3 separate regions of the Sus scrofa genome follow, and all the other regions are linked to region 1. The links are chromatin contacts, called in public HiChIP or PLAC-seq maps. All regions are on one chromosome and are shown on one strand. The core of a region is the stretch at or near the end of the contact, and the rest is flanking DNA. Distances in the headings are between cores, read along the strand shown. Region 1 has its middle 160 kb from the start of TCF4. Region 2 has its middle 140 kb from the start of CCDC68. Region 3 has its middle 56 kb from the start of TXNL1.

What was found. HiChIP or PLAC-seq counts read pairs in DNA pulled down with a chosen protein or histone mark.
Region 2: an H3K27ac HiChIP or PLAC-seq map of skeletal muscle shows a contact between it and region 1, with 7 times the contacts expected there. The contact joins two enhancer-like sites. A contact is called at or near these places in 2 of 47 Hi-C or Micro-C datasets (heart right ventricle and mesenteric adipose tissue) and 1 of 2 datasets of contacts at active chromatin or transcription factors (skeletal muscle).
Region 3: an H3K27ac HiChIP or PLAC-seq map of skeletal muscle shows a contact between it and region 1, with 14 times the contacts expected there. The contact joins two enhancer-like sites. A contact is called at or near these places in 9 of 47 Hi-C or Micro-C datasets (alveolar macrophages, embryonic fibroblasts, fetal heart ventricle and 6 more) and 1 of 2 datasets of contacts at active chromatin or transcription factors (skeletal muscle).

The regions. Positions count from the first base shown.
Region 1 is chr1:105,236,164-105,239,648 of Sscrofa11.1, reverse strand. No RefSeq gene overlaps it. Among named protein-coding and RNA genes, the nearest start is that of TCF4, 160 kb to the right of the region's middle. Within about 2 kb of position 1,843, at least 32 of the 83 cell types and tissues checked have an H3K27ac peak or open chromatin away from gene starts, as enhancers often do. A contact at or near this core is called in skeletal muscle, where this site is marked.
Region 2 is chr1:104,611,948-104,615,420 of Sscrofa11.1, reverse strand. No RefSeq gene overlaps it. Among named protein-coding and RNA genes, the nearest start is that of CCDC68, 140 kb to the right of the region's middle. Within about 2 kb of position 2,075, at least 3 of the 83 cell types and tissues checked have an H3K27ac peak or open chromatin away from gene starts, as enhancers often do. A contact at or near this core is called in skeletal muscle, where this site is marked.
Region 3 is chr1:105,955,865-105,958,922 of Sscrofa11.1, reverse strand. No RefSeq gene overlaps it. Among named protein-coding and RNA genes, the nearest start is that of TXNL1, 56 kb to the left of the region's middle. Within about 2 kb of position 1,607, at least 5 of the 83 cell types and tissues checked have an H3K27ac peak or open chromatin away from gene starts, as enhancers often do. A contact at or near this core is called in skeletal muscle, where this site is marked.

The DNA of each region.
Region 1 (3,485 bases), core at 594-3,093:
TCCTCCACCTCTTGACAGAAGTGACATTAGCTAATAAAGCCAGGTCTATATGGACAAGGTGAAATAAAGAATCCAAGCATAGAGACCTTGAACAGAAACCTGCCTGGCAGCACAGAAGTGGCCTTTTACAAAGAAATAATCCAGATAATTTATTTTCCCTTCTGCTCGTGTAGACCTGTTTCCCTGAAATTCTTTTCAATCCGCCTGAATACAGAAGAGCACCAGGGGGAGCTCACACATCTTCCTTCTTTTTCTCCCCCTCTCAGAGAAGGTTGGCTCTTGTATCCCAGGGAAAGGGTGGGTCAAAACAACATATCTGAAATAATTTAGCGATGTAAACACACAGGTAATATTCTAGATTTTTCTGGAAGGCTCTGCACTGTCTCACTTTGGGCACACCTAAAATCAGCGGTCAGTCAACTCAGCTGGCTCTGAGTTGTGGCCTCTTAAACTCCTGAATCAAAAAGCATAAGGGCACATCTCTATGTCTCCCTTAAAAAGAGAGAGAGAGAGAGAGAGAGAGAGAGAGAGAGAAATCGGGAAGGGGAGACAGAGAGAAAGAGAGATTCTGCTTCCTTGCAATTTGAAATGACATTTTTCAGAACACTTCAGTTTTAATCACAGTGGAGAGTAATGGAAGGGATTTGGGTCTTTGACTTTCTACATTAATCAATGGGATTGATTTTTTTTTTTTTAATTTTAAAGAAGAGAAATAGCCTCTCTCCCCACCCCCTTCTCTCTCTGAAAACATGAGACAAGGAGGAGAAACTCTAAATATATAGTTAACTGTTGTATTATCAGTATGAGTGGAGAGAATCAATGGTATAAAGAATCCTAAAGGACTAAATAATCCCCAGCTCTACTCCAGGAGTGTGTGTTTGTGACAGTGACATTCAGAGTGTAGAGAGCCCTAGCCTGCCCCAACTGGTGAGAGGGGGAGAAAAAAGAGCCCCTGCTTCTGACACTTGATGCACAGAAAATGCTCTTCACTCACTACTTTCAAGAAATGATACAGTTCTAATCTTAACTTTTGAAACTACAGATCACAAAATCTTTTAGAGATCCTAGCTCTGGAAGATCCCTTCATGAGGTCATCTAACCAAACCTCTACTTTAAGGCAGGTGAGATAAAACTGTTTTAAATTTTACTTTAATAGATGAAGTAGTTGAGGTTCAGAGAGGACAATTAAGAGCCTGAGTCAGGCAGTGAAACGATTTTTGTCTGTAAATTAAAAACCCACTCAGCATCCAATTCCCCATGCTTGCCCTTGCCCCCATTATAAAACTGTAAATAACGTTGTTTTAATATTCCAGGTCTAAACTTTGAAGAACCCACAACCCAAAAGAGGAAAGATGACTGAATCAAAAGGGAATGCAGAATAATGAAAAACTGAGGTAGCTAAACACCTGGAGGAAACGCTAGGATTGATCAAAGATCCCATCAAATGTGGCTTTCTCCCCAGGTTAAGGAGGCTGAACCGCAAAGAAACCACGGGGCAGCCGAGGAGACGACGCCTTTTGGGGCCCTGTGTCGCGCTGCAGTATGATCAGCTATAAGGCCGGGCGAGGCAGCTGCCGCTTGGCGCCCGAGCGGAGGCACCGCGTGGCAAGGCCGGCGGCGACAACGCAGGGCGGTTGGCTCCGGGAGGGTCGGCCGGGCGCGCCGAGGCGGCGCGGCTACCGCGAGGAGCGCGCTCCAAGCCCGACTTGTTGGAAGATCTCGTGGCGCTCGGTCGGCGACAGAGATAGCGGCGCCGCAAGAGCGCACGAGGGCACGCCCACCGCAGGCCAAAGGGCTGCAGTTACAGTGGCCCGCCAGGGGACAGGGACGCCCCCCCGGCCAGCGAAACAGGCTCGGCCTCCGCCGCCGAGCCGGTCCGGACCGCGCGCAGCGAAAATAATGGAGATGTAGCCAGCGGAGGCTCGTATAGCGAGATCCAAATCCAAGACTCTATGTCGGCGTGGATGGAGGGCTGGCGGCAGAGGGACAGGGGCTTTAATCGCGACAGAAGCCCTGTAGGTGGTTCAGACTTTTTCTTTTGCCCTCAGGGGTCGAGCATCCGAGGTTAAACTGCCTGCGACTCACATGTCAGTGCAGCAGTTTCCCTGAGACTTCAGCGGCGGGAGGCCGAGCACCTGTGCTCCGTGCCTCTTGTAGGGACAGCTGTGCGCATCCCTCGGGCCCACAGACCGCACCATCTGACCTGCCAGGAACGAAATCTGAGCCTCGGAATTTGAAGGGCCCCGCGCACGTTCCTTCTCGGATAAATCTCCTAGGAAAGGATCGTTATTCTCCACTCAGAGATTATTTAGAGAGATGTCCTGGACGGGATAGGTAAACATATGACAGCCCAAGGAAGACATGTAAAACTTTAAATTGTAGACACTTAAGCACCAACTGTCTGGAGCCCTGAAGGGGGGAAAAATTATCCATCATCAGAAACTGCCAGGGCTGCTGGCATTTTCTAAATCAGAGGATGTATTAACCAGAGTGTGGGAAGTTTTCTGAACACAGAATTCATATTTCTGAAGCTCGTGAAGGGAGTGCTTCAACTCTCTTTCTGGTTGTTGTATCTTAGATCCCTAATTCCTTGGTTTTAACCACCAAGAAGAATTCCTTATAAGCAAGTTATTAAAAGCATTTACATTAAATATTACTGGATGGGAAATATTTCGTTTCCCATGCTCATTGTATCATATTCACTATGAACATCTCTGTGATCCAGAATGTTTGATATCAGACAGGCTTTCACAAGAACCCAAGCAGGTGTTAAAGGGCCCCACAGCACCTTGCGCTTGTGCAAACAAAGGGAATCCAAGGATGCTGCTGATGAATACGAAGTAAGGAAAGACACCCTTTTTCCCCCTTATTTTTAAGCTACTCTCTTAACCCAAAGAAACATTCTTTCTTTGACCATAAGATGAAGATTATTTAATTGATAACTTTGAGGGCCTTGTTCCTCTGTCACTCTTGAAGTTTTTTTGGTGGGGGGGGGCTGTTTGGGGGGAGGGTTTTTTGGGGGGAGAGGGCTAAGTGGAAAGGGAGAAGGAAAAGAAATTTGTTACTGGCTTTATCGAACCCTGTTAGGTTCCGTTTCTAACATGATGTGGAATGGAGAAGTTGCAATAAGTACATGATGGGAAAATAAGGTCTGTTAGAAAAATGTTAGGAAATAGGAATTTAGTGCCCTGGAGAAAAAAAAGGTCAAGAAAACCTTTAGTTTCTGTGCCTTTTAGATAGATAAAATACCAACCTACGAAGAAGAGATAGGGGTGGAATATATTTCCCCAGGCACCTATCTATCCAAAACTTTACTTGCATTATCTCATTGAATTGTTTCCACAACTTGAGAAAAAGGGTATGAGTTTTAATCCAATCCTTTTACAGAGCAGAAACCTGTAGAGAGCCCAAAGCAAATTGCCTGAGGGCTTTTATAACTAGATAGGAGCAGAATTAGAATTGACTAAGGAAGGGGTAAAGAAGAA
Region 2 (3,473 bases), core at 826-3,325, 620 kb after region 1:
ACTTGTCCCTTAAACTCTAAATTCTGTCTGCTCATCTTTAAAAGAAGGATAACAGTATGACCTACATCACCCCAAGACTGTTTTGAGAATTCAGTGAGCCCATGCATGTAAAAGATTTACAAAGTGGCTTATAAAAAGTTCTCAGTGACGGTTAGGTACCATTAATGTAGCTGTTTTTACTCTGTCTTTCCTGGCCCCTCCAGATCTTTGTCACAAGAGCACGGAGTAGATAAGTAGGTGGGTTTTTTTTTTTTTTTCCCCTTAGATTTAGATCACTTGGAATGACCCAAAGAGGGCTTAACACTAGAATGCCTCTGGGTTTTAGAATGTCAGAAAATATTTCTCCCTACCTCTCCTCTTTTTGCTTCTTTCCTTCCTTCATAAAACTATATTCTGAAACCTTTAGGGGGAGGAAAGGATTGGGAGGGTGGGAATAACATATACACACTGCTGTACAAAATAGGTGATTAACAAGAACCTACTGCACAGCACAGGAAAATCGACTCCAGTTTGTCATCACCTATATAGGAAAAAATAATGGCTATATTTATATATATGGATGATTCACTTTGCTGTACACCTGAAACTAAGACAATATTGTAAGTCAACTATAGTCTAATAAAGTTAAATTTTAAAAAAAGAAAATATCGTTTCACTGATAATAACAACTGAAGATTTTCTAAAGTTCTCTATTAAAAAGGTAAAAATGCAACTATATTCTGAGGGCAATCTCTGTGCCAGGGACTTGGATAACCATTTCTATCATTTCTAGGCTCTAAACAGACTCAAACAAGACCAGTTAGTTAGTTCCTGGTTTCTGAGGAGTCAAGGATCCTGTTTAGATGTGAGTTCACGGAAACGGAGTTAATAGGGTTTCTCAGTCGCTGGGAAAAAAAAAATGCCTTCACTTTAAGAAAGAAGACAAAAAAGTATGTGACCAGTCTGGTAGTCAATTCCAGTGTGTGTTTGGAGCAGGAGGGGGACCGCTCTGAATGTCCAAGGGCAGCGGGCACACAGTCAGGCAGCACAGAGCTGGGACCAAGGCCTCCTGACCAGGGAGAGGTGCAGACAGCAGGCAGCACTTCCATGCGCAGCCCGAGACTCATTTCTGTACCTGGCCCAGCCTCCCAACCCCATCAGCTGTCAAGTTGCTGGGAGAAAAGTGCTATGAAGGCAATGGGACTCATCTCCTTCTAGCTGTTATTCTATGCTACTATGGTCATGACTTCTGTTTAATATATTCTGACCGGCAACAGCATCTCAGTGCTCGGCAGACCACAGAACTGAGCATGGCTGTTGCTGTTATACAATAGTCTGAAATTTTAAATCTACAGACCCAGGATCCTCAGAGAAGGAAGGGAAGGCTCTGAAGAGTAAACAGCAGGGGGTACGTCCTCAGTCCACGATTTGGTAACCTTGATCTCAGGCCTCGTCCAGAGGACTCTCTGCCCAAATTGCCCCAGAGGACATCGATTTCTTTTCTTCCTCCCTTCTTCCCTCCCTTTCCTTCCCTTTCCTTCCCTTCCCTTCCCCTTCTCCTTCCTTCTTTCCTTCCTTCCTTCCTTCCTTCCTTCCTTCCTTCCTTCCTCTTTCTTTCTTTCTCTCTCTCTTTTTTCTTTCTTTCTCTCTTTCTGCCACTACCAAGGCATGTGGAAATGCCTGAGCCAGGGATTGAACCAGCACCACAGTAATGACCTGGGCTGCTGCAGTGATAATGCCGCTGCGCCACAATGGACCTCCTAGGACACTGATTTTGGACACCTTAAGAAAGTCTTTTCAAAACCAGCGAGAATTCAGAAATGACTTGATGGGCTTAAGAATTTAGTTTGTTTTGGCTATTGGCAGATTGCAGAGAGAAGGGACCCCATGACAAATTAGGATCAATAATCACTGGAAATATCACATTTCCCATTTTGCTAATAAGCAAGTCACTGGGAGACTAACAGCCGACAAGAGCTCAGTCCAGACTTTGCCTGGCATTTCTAGCATCCCAAATTAGCAGCAAGTGTCATCAAGCATACAGGAGGAATTCCAGAGGAACCAAATCATTGCTCTCCAAATAGATGGAGAGAGGATGTAGTGAGGGGTCAGAAGTGGAGAGGACAGGCACAGGAAACCTTTGTGGTGTCATTTCTGTCCCAGAACAGGATGCCGGAAGGTGAGGGGTCAAAGCAAAGGGAAGTCTAACATCATAGTACAAAACGTAATCAGGAATGATTGGATTTTAATTGTTTCATTCTTCAGGGCAAGTGCTGCATGATCACTTAGCCATTGAATCTCTATTGTTTTACATTTCTTAAAGTTTATTTTTAATTTAAAGTCAGTAAATGAAAGGTTCAACAAACAAAAGTAGAGGTGGGGGAGAAGTCAAGGAGGAGCTTGTTAAAAAATGCAAACACTGAGGGACTTTTCTTTCTTTTCTCTCCTTTTTTTAAAATTTTCCCACTGTACAGCAAGGGGATCAAGTTATCCTTACATGTATACATTACAATTACATTTTTTTTTCCCCAAGAGGGACTTTTCTGTTGGACTCTCTCAAGCTGCTTCTTCCACTGGATATCTGGGTTGTAATTTGGAGCTTCAGCTCTGGCTTTGGCCCTATGCAGCTTCCTTGGATGTCCAGTCTTACCAAGTTATCTTTCTATAAACTCTCTTCACCTTCTGGTGGTACATAAAGAAGGACTCTTCAGCTGGCCAAAGAGGGAGTAGAAACTTTCAGCATCCCTTGGATTACCTGAGGTTCCCCTCACCCCAACAATTCCAGATGCTTAGAACTAACAAGCAGTTCATTGATAGTGTCAATATCAATGGTAAAGAAACCACGAATGATATCTCTCTTTACAAGTGAATTTCCCATGGACGATCCCAGTCTATATCCACCAGGGAGAAAGCGCACATGGCTCAGGTAACAACATGCAGAGTCACATGTCCCCAGTAGCTAGAGTGTTGGGGGTTGGAGAAAAGAGTTCACAAACCTGACCTCGGAATGTGGAAAGCTCTCAGTCTCTGAAAGTGTTCTCCCAGGTGGATGCAGCATCGTGTTCCAAGTTCTTCCAGGATCCTCCAAAATCAATGTGAAGTTCTTTGGAAAAACTTGCATGGTGTTCAGAGGGTGCCCATCTGCTATCGCCCTGACTGTCTGCATTTTAATTTTTGAACTCTAGTCCAGGAAACCTTCCTCAAACTCCACTCCATTCCCTGACAGAGTACGGGAAACTCCACCTTGGGACTTTTTTGTACTCGTGTTCTCCCATATCCTCAGGATGGCACTAAAACTGGGACTACAAGAGCTGCATGTAGGCATGACACATGATGGGAAATGATGGGCTCTGTCAGATGGATGGTACCCCCAGTACCTCCCATGGGCAGGTCTAGCCACTCAGCCCTAGCAGTAGAGCTGGGCTATTTTCTGAATATAAGAACCATAAGGATACCTAGACTGTCTTTAGAGAACTTAGCTATTATACCCTCAC
Region 3 (3,058 bases), core at 358-2,857, 720 kb before region 1:
ACTTGGGTAGTCCCAGGCACCCAATGGGCTCCCAGGACCCCAGGCTCCTGGCCAACCCTGGTGGTGACTGGCTCCTGTGAACTCATGCTCCCAGCCCAGCCCAGCCCAGCACCTGGCTAAGTGCCAGGAATATAGGCATTTATTCCACCCCTGTGCTAAGCCAGCCCCCATGGCCCCAATCTCAAGGCAGCTCCCATGGACACAGCATGCTGGTCACCCCAGTGGCAAACCATAATTCAGATAGAATTTTCAGGCCTAGGCTCTAGGCTCTTCTTAGCTTTGAGTTGGTCTCTGTGACTTCAAGTGCTAGGCCTGCCCCACCTGCTGACCCAGGCACCAGACCTGTTTTCCCCAAAGATGCCAGCATCAAGCTCCACCCTTCACCCCCAGACCCCCGACCTGACCCACCCAAAATAGACGACACCCTATGGCCCATCCAGGATCTCTGCACCAGCTGACTGGTAAAGGGCTTTGCCCTGGAATTAAATAAATTGTATATTATGCTTATTTAAGAATACATTAAATATATACATTTAACCTCCCCACCCCCCAAACCCCAGAACTAATCAATAAAGCCGCTTTGATTTTTTTGAGGTAGCGATTGGATATACCTTTTACAATTACTTTCCTGTTTACCAGAACCCAGTGAGCAGACTCGGTTGGAATTTTGCCTTTATTATCAGGACAGGGATGTATTGCCATCTTACAAGGTGCACCGTCGGGAGAGAGCCACAGTTCTGATTCCGCCTATGCTCACTGCAAAGCAGCAGTCTGCCAGCGTGTCAGAGCTGGCACAGCGGCTCCCCCATGCCCGGGAATCCGGTGCTGAGCAGGGATTAGAATGCCAGCATCTGATGCACGGGGTTGCTTCCTGCTCCCCCTTGGAGTCCTGACAAGAAATGACCTTGTTCAATCCTGCTGAGCTTCCTAGATTTACTGGGCTTATAGCAACACATGGGAAGGAGATTATGTTTATTTTTAAAACACACAAAAAAATGCAACCTTCCCAAGGCCTTTGCGGTGCTTGTGTGCAACAACACAAGTGCACACACACATGCAATGTATGTATAATCACTTCTAATTAACTTCAGCTCTTCCTGCAAAACTAAGTGTGAAGTCTTAAAGACTTGTCAGCTTCTCTGCCTGTGAAATTTATCTACTTCTAATTGTGAATAACAATACATTCAAGGTTAGCTATAAATGACTCAGATTTCACAGGAATCCAGTCTAAAAACCACATTTGAAGATGAATTCATTTCTGCAAAACATTTTTATAGTATGTTTCCAGATCAAAATGCAATTATTTATGCTTATCCAAAATGCCCTTTTTTTCCCCTCGAGGATTTTTTTTTCAAAATCTAAAAAATTAAATTTCATCAATTTTAAAATAAGCCCAGATATAAAACATATAAAGCAGGAAAGATGCCTAAAACAAAGATGAGTATATTATTATAGAGGATGGGAAAATATATTCAGTTTACACTTTTACAACTATAAATATTCAAAGAGCAGATGTTAACTAAGGTTAGGAATGTCCCCCACCTTGTCAGCAGCTCTGAGTACTCTGAGCACTTCCAGACCTCACCACTAGATGTCAGGAACAGCCCGATGAAATATACTAACCCATCCCTCCTAAGTAGAGTGGGTTACAGAACCTTTTAAAGTTTTTCCTGATTCTGTAGTTAATTTGGATAGGAAGTAATTTCCTTCGGGGGTTTGTGTCAAAATATTCACTGTGGGTTAATTTTAAGTAAGATATTAGAAACTATTAGAAAATGTGATCTGTTATCAAATCTGGGAAATGATCCTTTTAAAGCTCCAGGAATGTCTCCAGGGAAATCTTATGCCACGTGGAGCTGCACTGAAAACTGCCCTGTACTAAGGTTAGCTCCCGCCACAGCCACGCCAGAACTGAGCTCATCTGCGACCTACACCACAGCTCACGGCAACGAGACCAGGGATCAAACTCGCAACCTCATGGTTCCTAGTCGGATTCATTTACGCTGCTCCACTTCGGGAACTACTCCTTGCCTTTTGAAATAGGAATGGGCATGTCACCTGTGCAGTCACCAAGAATTCATGCAATTATGCAAGGATTTTGCATAAAACTAGGCCAGTGAAAGAAACAGTAAAGGAGGAGGGCCTTGCTGATCAGCTGAGAAGTTTTGACTTGAGACTTTGAGATCAACCCATTGAAGTAATTGCAGAAGACTAGATGTGATGAGTTGAAGTTTAGAAAGAGAGAATTCGATTCAATATAAGGAAGAACTTCCTAAAAATAAAGTAGCCCACCATCTAAACACAGCGCCTTAGAGAAACAGTGAGGTCCTCATCCCTGGAAAGATTTAAGGATCGACAGAGATCCTTAGGGGCCCAGAGAGAATCTCTATTTGTGGTGGCACGTGGGATTAAGTGGCCTCCAAGAGTGTCAGAGCCACAGGTCCACACTCAGTGATGTCCATCATTTAACCAGCAAGAAAGCAGCAGGAAAAAAGTTGAGAATGTGTGCATAGGTAAAAGAAATAAATGTTCGCAGTACCTAATCAAGGAAAATTGGGTTTTTGAAGCCCCATAGGGGAATGGTGATGGTTGTGCCTGTTTGTGGGACTCTGCCTGGGAAATACCGGCAAGAAGGAACTATTCAACTTTTGTGCTGCCAGCCTCTGATTCCCCTGTCTTCTTCATCCCTTGTCCTCTTTTAACCAAAAGTTGATCTTTTCTCATTTTAGGACCACACCTGAGGCGAATGGAAGTTCCCAGGCTAGGGGTCAAATCGCAGGCCTACACCACAGCCACAGCAACACAAGATCCAAGCCCCACCTGCAATCCAGCTTGCAGCAACGCCGTATCCTTAACCCACTGAGCGAGGCTAGGGATTGAACCTGCATCATCATGGGTACTAGTCAGGTTCTTGACCTGCTGAGCCACAATGGGAACTCTGCAAAAGCTGATCTTGACTCAGTCTTTAAAAAGTAAATCTTGGGGTAATTTAAGTGGCAATCCTCCCAATAGGTTGCATTTTATTAGGGAACAATGTCTGTGGGCTAAACTAGAAGAA